Regions from separate parts of the Mus musculus genome. Here region 1 is linked to region 2. The links are chromatin contacts, called in public Hi-C maps. All regions are on one chromosome and are shown on one strand. The core of a region is the stretch at or near the end of the contact, and the rest is flanking DNA. Distances in the headings are between cores, read along the strand shown.

Evidence for each region. A called contact is a pair of places that touch in the nucleus more often than the background predicts.
Region 1: a contact with region 2 is called in a Hi-C map of CD8 T cells, with 4 times the contacts expected there. The contact joins two enhancer-like sites. A contact is called at or near these places in 31 of 484 Hi-C or Micro-C datasets (the AtT-20 cell line, B cells, the Ba/F3 cell line and 16 more), 1 of 115 datasets of contacts at active chromatin or transcription factors (memory CD8 T cells) and 1 of 9 other capture datasets (embryonic stem cells).

The regions. Positions count from the first base shown.
Region 1 is chr14:49,233,652-49,237,582 of GRCm38.p6, reverse strand. It overlaps ccdc198 (coiled-coil domain containing 198), which reads left to right. Exons shown (of 7, transcript NM_025956.4): 4 at 1,617-1,703; 5 at 3,019-3,120. Among named protein-coding and RNA genes, the nearest start is that of ccdc198, 9.8 kb to the left of the region's middle. Within about 2 kb of position 2,617, at least 12 of the 459 cell types and tissues checked have an H3K27ac peak or open chromatin away from gene starts, as enhancers often do. A contact at or near this core is called in CD8 T cells, where this site is marked.
Region 2 is chr14:49,153,916-49,157,343 of GRCm38.p6, reverse strand. No RefSeq gene overlaps it. Among named protein-coding and RNA genes, the nearest start is that of Naa30, 17 kb to the left of the region's middle. Within about 2 kb of position 1,538, at least 18 of the 459 cell types and tissues checked have an H3K27ac peak or open chromatin away from gene starts, as enhancers often do. A contact at or near this core is called in CD8 T cells, where this site is marked.

The sequences.
Region 1 (3,931 bases), core at 1,368-3,867, 79 kb before region 2:
CCCTGGCTGTCATAGATTCTTCTTCCCACAGGTGTCTGGAAGGGTCCCCCACTCTTGGTCTCTCCCTCCAGCATTCTGGCACAATCAACTGCTGTATCCAGAACTAGCATCTTCATGCCCTGAAATGCTAAGAGTGGGGGGAACAAACAGCTTCTCTTAGTCACCGCTCATGGCTTCTTTACTAGGTTAAGTTCCAAGGTCCGACCGCATGGGAAATGTGTCTAATAGTCACCAGTGATTATGACTAAGGCGGCTGAGGATGCTTCTCTGCTGAGACTAGGGCAGGCAGACCGTTCTCACCTCAGAGACTTCCTGGATGCAAAGAGCTCAGCTCTGTCTCCCTGAGTGAATAAACTCTGCAGACACCCTCTGCATGTCGATGTGAGGAGACAAGCTTTGTCTTCCATGCTCAACTTTGTAGAGTCCAAACTCTTTTGTGGAGAAGGAAGGCTGGGCAGTGGGCTGGGGCGATGGCTCAGTGGATAAGGTGCTTGCTGTGCAGGGATGAGGACCAGACTGGTTACTCAACACCCGAAAAACTAAAAAGCCCAGTCTGAAAGAATTCAGTGATGACAGGCACATCTGTAATGACAGGCACATCTGTAAAGCCAGCAGACTGGGATTGGAGGGGCTTTGTGTAAAAACAGATGTTCCCAGGGGTGCCCAGCCCAGCCATTTAGTGGAAACAGTTACAAGATCAGTGAGAGACCTTGTCTCAAAAACAAAAAGTAAGGTTGAGAGCTGTAGAATAACATCTGACATCAACCCTTAGTCTCTACAGGTATATGCAGTGATGTGTGTGTGCGCACACGTATACACACACACACACACACACACACACACTGGGGGCAAGGAGAAACTTAGACAGGCCCACGGATAAACTCCTGCTCAGTTTCAGTGAACCTTTTAAGCTCCAATAAATGTCTTCCATAAACCTTACTCCCTGCTTAAAAAAAAAAAAAATGACCCTACCATTTGTTAGCAGTTTGTACTTTTCTCTCTTTTTTTTAAAGATTTATTTATTTATTATATGTAAGTACACTGTAGCTGTCTTCAGACATTCCAGAAGAGGGCATCAGGTCTCATTATGGATGGTTGTGAGCCACCATGTGGTTGCTGGGATTTGAACTCAGGACCTTCAGAAGAGCAGTCAGTGCTCTTAACCACTGAACCATCTTGCCAGCCCAGTTTGTACTTTTCTCTTAAGCATGCCTTGTCACCCATGATTACTGAAGGAACTTCCCCCAGAGACCTCCCTAAGGACTGGGACAGCACTGGGTGGTTAAGGGAAGATCAGGTGTGTCTCCAGTCTCTTTCATCTCTACTAGTCTAAGACCCCAGCTATTTGGTAACTTTAAACACGATCCCTCAATCCCTGACCAAGATTTTGATTAATAACTCACTGAAGACACTGAGCTAGAACAATAAAGAACCCTGTAGGTCAAAAAGCCCTTCCCACAGACGACAGTGGTGACACTGGGTATGACCTTCCCTGTGTGTGCCCAGGAGGAAGTGCCGCTTTCACACAATGCTCGGGTAGTTTAATGTACCTGCTTTTGTGTTTCATCGTCTCATGGTGTGAGGGATGCTGAACACTCTAAATTTTGGACTTCTAGAAGCTTGAACCCATTGACCTGCCACAAGCAATTACCTCTGAAAGGCTTCTGTGCCATCAAGAAGGCAGAACAAAGTCCAACACAAAGGTGAGCTGGGGCGGTTGTAGACTGGGGGAAGTGGGTGAGACTGGGAGAGTCGCTCTTTTCAAGTTTCCCCTTCACACAGGAGTTCAAAGCCAACGCAGACTGTTCAGTCCTTGGCAGGTAGAATGAAAAGCATCAGTGCTTGCTTATGCCTGCTTGCAACTGGCAAGTGCCCTCCACCCTCGGGTGAGGCCAGGCTCCGTCTGCTTTGTGGAGAAAAGAGAGCCATGTAGATGAAAAGGGAATCTTGCGTGGAAACTGGTGGTTCTACAAGTTTTCATCTGTGCTGGGGGAAGCCAGCACAGCTCTTCCCTTCACTCCTCCTGGGTTTAAAAAAACGATCTCTCAAAACCCAGGGAGAGCTTCTCCAGAAGTTATTCCTGACTTCTGTGCCACCAACCTCTATCAAAATGTAACCTCAGGGAAGGGCTTCAGTCAGCTTTGCCCTGCAGAGTAAAAAAACGAAAGCTGTTTGTAGGGGTCCTTTTCAAACCTTGTCCTGACTCATTCCGGAGCCAGCCAGTCACTGCTGGGTGAGGTTAAGGGTCACCCGCATGCTACAGGTCCTCAAGTCCGTGCTTAACGTGCTGGCAGCTGCGGCAGCCTCCCTCTATGTTTCTGCACCATGCAACACACTGTCCACAGGGCAGCACAAAGGGTTGTCGCCAGTTCTGTTCTTTACCTCTGGGCAACAGTAGGTGACAAATGAAAATACATTCACCCCTGCTTACCCTCAATAGCCACCTCTGCCACTGAATTTCATGACAAACTAAAGGGAGAGCAGCAGACTCATCAGTAGTCATTTCAAAGCCTCCCTTAACTGCTGTGCTCCCTGTACTTATATTAGAATATGAAAACAAACTGTAGAGAAATAAGTTCCACAGGGCCACTAGGGGGTGCTCTTCTCACGTCACAGCTGTCCATTCAATGGTAGAAGACACAGGAAGAGAAAGGGAAGGAAGGTCTCATCAAACCCAGCCACTCTTCTAGAGAGATATTACAAGCATCTGTTGGGGGAGAAATGGTACATTGTCGAAGTGAGATTATCAAAATGAAATTGTCAAGGCCTTACATTCAGGCTTTCAACACTCTGCAAGAACCTTTAAAATACAACTAGATACACAGCAGATTGCCACTTCATTCAGACAGCTATACAAAGGACTTGTCAGGGACACACACCAGTATAGCTTTATCATGACAGGAGAACACCATGGATTACAATGGATTAAGATCTCCTGCTCCAAGAAGGATTGAAGGCTGTAGATTGTGGCAGTCAACAACAATGACCCCAAACTAATAAACATGTCATCTTTCACAGCAGGAAAATGAGAAGAAAATTCAACTTCCTATGTACACTTCTGGGAAAAGACAATATTTGCATAAGATGAAAATGCTAGAGATGAACCATAAAAGACAAGAGGTAATGAGAAGAGGGTCGCATTTACCAAATATGGAGGGCACCATCACTGTCCCACCAAGGCCAATCTCTACTCGGCACTGGAGCAGAAGCTGCCACTGCCCAAACTGGAAGAAACAGGAAGATGACCTTTGCTCCCAGCCTTGATCTCTTTTAATGTTCTAAACATTTATTTCCTTATTTTGTGGGAGCACAGGGCACACACATGTGCTACAGTGCGTGTCTGGGGGCCAGAGGCCAACTTTTTGTAGTAGGTTTTATTTTCTTCCACCATATGGGTTCTGGGTCTCGAACTCAGATTGTCAGACTTGGCAGCAAGCTCCCTTAATCACTGAGCCATCTCACTGGTCCCTTGGGTGTCCCTTTGTCTTTGTCTCTTTGTTTTGTTTTTGACATAAGGTCTCATTACATAGTTCTGGCTGACCTGGAACTCACTCTGTAGGCCAAGATAGCCTCCTGCTTCCTCATTGTTGGGATTAAAGATATGAATCACAAAGCCTAGCTTATGTCTTCTTTTTTAAAACAAGCTGCCTTGGACCCTCTGGTTGCAGCCAGAAAATAAGGTAAATCAATAATACTAGTTTCTTGGTTTACTTAGAGAGGGAAAAGAAGTCAGTGTATAGTCTGATACACAGGCCTCTCCCTGTAATCCATGCTGCAGAATTTTCTATAGAGAAACACTTGGTACTGAGCATGCTTGTACCCCATGCTTGTGGGGCTGTGCAGGAGGAGTGCCACAAGGTCTAGGCCAGCCTGGGTTACATAGAAAGTTTCAGGACAGCCTGAGCTACGGAGTGAAACCCTGTTTCCTTTT
Region 2 (3,428 bases), core at 289-2,788:
AATATTCAGTTAATGGTGATTATTCATATGAGTGTGTGACTTTAGAGATGAGTTGTCTGCATTATGCCAAATGATTTCTAGCCACTGTGGGCTGTGCTCATGATACCACATGAGTGCCTGGAATCATCCTTCTAACCTCCCAGCTGTTCCTGTTTTGTTTTTTAAAGATTTATTTTTTTTATGTACATATGAGTACACTGTAGCTGTCTTCAGACACACCAGAAGGAGGCATGGGATCCCATTACAGATGGTTATGAGCCAGTATGTGGTTGCTGGGAATTGAACTCTGGGCCTCTGGAAGAACAGTCAGTGCTCCTAACCACTGAGCCATCTCTCCTGCTCCTGCCTTCTGGTTTTACACGGGCATGTACACCTTCCCATGATCAACCAACCTGTATGCGCTTTGGACATCTGTGCCTGCGCTTCTTTGAAACATCCATTTGTCTATCTGTGGCTTCTAGAAAAGGTTTTAAACATGCATTTATTTATTCCTGTGGGTGTCTGTGCATCGTGAGTGTGCAGTGTTCCTGAAGGCCATAACAGGAGGCCAAATCCATGAAACCAACGTAAGCCACCACGTGGGTGCTGGGAACTGAACCCAGTTCCTCTCCAAGGGCAGCAAGTGCTCTCTTACAGAGCTGTATTTCTAGCCTCTACTGAAAGATTTCTTTTTTTTTTTTTTCTTTCCATTTTTTATTAGGTATTTAGCTCATTTACATTTCCAATGCTATACCAAAAGTCCCCCATACCCACCCACCCGAAAGATTTCTTAAGGGTACGCGTGCTGTCTTTGTGCAATGCATTAATTCTAAAGTTACGGATGCAAGATTGAGTTCTTTTACATCCTTTAAGAATATGCTCTCTATTGGTATAAATGCCTAACCAAGTTTAATTACATAGGACTTTCTTTTACCCCATAAATGACATATTTGGGGCCTAAGGTAGCATTTCTTAAATCATCACTTACAGATATAATTTTGTTATTAAAATGAACATTTGGAGGCAATGTTTACAAGAAAACAACAGTTTATATGGTTGACTCTGTTATTTTGGCTTCAGGTCATCATAACCTGCATGAAATGTCTCAGTAAAAGGACAATTTTCAAGGCCAGGACCCAGGCTGTGAAAAAGGAAAGTATACTTTGTAAACTTGAACATTGCATTACAACACAAAGCATCTGAAATAAAATACTTGTTTTATTTTTTTTGTATACATGAGAAAATTCAGAAAACAACTGAGACTTTAAAAAAGAAAAAAAAACTTGTAGAAAGTCTCACACACACACACACACACACACACACACAAACACGGAAAAAAAAAAACACATAACACTAAGCCAGAACTACAGTGCTCATTGAAGTGGATCGGTCTCTATCCCTAATATGCACTTTGATTTGCAACTCATTTTTAGTATGTGCACAAAATCTCCAATGCAGCTGTAGTGAGGAAATAGAAAGATGCCGTAACCTTCTGAGGTAATGCTGTGTTTCCACACAGTAATGGAACTCTCCAAAGTAGAAAGGGCCAGCCGCTCCTCGGTTCCCACTAGAGAAACCTTTGAAGTTCCGGAGCGGTTGATGGTCCCTTTGATCCTCTTAGTCTTCTTGCACTTCAAGGAGCTTTGGGGGAGAGTGGTTTTGCTTATCACTGGGACCTATTGTTAAGCAAGAGAAAAGCAACTTCCTAGATTTGTTGAAGTAACTGGAGCAGGTGAGGGACTTCCCTGGCCAGCTGTGGGGGTGCTGCTTAGAGCCCTGTGCATCCCTTTTGCCTAGTCTCTAACTCACTTGCAATAACTGTACATTGGTTAATTGCCATAAAATTCATGCTAGTATAAAGATTTCTTAAATTTATGGTTCTTTAACAAAAGAGAGTCATTCAGAGAAAATACTAAAAATTCTTTTAAAAAAGTATTTTACACAGAATGACCCTCAGAGACATAGATACATACATACATACATTTATACATACACACACACACACACACACACACACACACACACACACACACACACACACTGGGTCTTCTATGTGTCTCTGGCTGTCCTGGAACTCACTATTTGATACTATATAGACTAGGCCCGTCTCAGACTCACAGAGACCCACCAGCTTTGCCTCCTGAGTGCTAGAATATCCAGGTACTTTCTACATCTTGATTAAATAAACGCAGAATATATTTTATGTGAAAGACAGCAGTTTATTTAAATCATGCAGTTTGTATACTAAAAAAACTATTTTTTAGAGAGGAGAACCTGAAACAGGCTTTATTCGCAGCAAATACAACTGTGCATGTAGCTGAGTGTGATGGCGCACACTCAGGAGGCATAGGAATGCAAGTCTCTGAGTTCTTAGTTCAAAGACAGCCTGGTCTACAGTGCAAATTCTAGGACAGCCAGGGCTATAGACAAAAACCCTATTTCAAAAAAAATTTTTTTATATACATGAAAAAACATATTCCAAAGTTCAAAATCTGTGTATACACTTTTGTTCACTAATTATATAATTAAATATATGTTGGACATCAATTAATAAATAGTTAATACTAATTAAAATTATATGGACATTTCTTGTGTCCTTAAAGATTATTTTTAATCGCCTATTTTATTCACTCCCTTACTGTAAGAGGTGTCTTTAAAGTATTAGAGGCCGGTCAATGTATCACAGTGTAGTCATTCTCCCCTCCATAAAACATTTGAAAAGCAAATTTAAAGTACAGAGTCGGGGAAGAAGGGAAAGAGATTGACACAGAGAACAAACTTGAGGGCTTGAGCCTGATGCAATACTCCTAGCATCCCCTGAACCGCCATCATTACAAGACTCTCACAGTTATTTCACTATGCACGGGTGTCTAGGAATGTTTTGTTGGAAGTGTGCAGAGGCAAAATCTGATCAGGCTACCTCATTAATTCATTTGCTCGTTTACATGTAGTGGACAACTGTGGCTTCCCTGCCAAGCACTATCTGTGACAAGGAGAAAAGCGAACACTTAGTTCTGTCCTCACCGAGACCATGATCTGGGGGAAGAGATGGACAAATAAGGCAGAGTTAAGGATGGGAGGCTGGGAGGTACTGATTAATGGTAAACTCCTACCCCGGAATGCATGGGAACCTGGATCTATCCCCAGCACCAACTACAGAGACCTCAACAACATCCATAAAGGACTTCATTGGGGAGAGTCAATCCAGGAAGGGTGTGTACAGCAGGTACCACTAAAACTCCCAGAAGAAAGCAGCATTTCATCGGAGTCTTAAAGTGTAGGTAAGAATTGAGCCAGACAAGACACATCTGTTTTACCTCAAGTGACCACGAGGGGGCAGTATGGTGAGGAGCAGAATGGCCTGTAAAACCGGAGCAGCTTAAAAGAGTTGGGTAAGTAGAAGGCAGGTCACTAGGAGTCTTGCCAGCTACCGAAAGACTTTCAGCTTC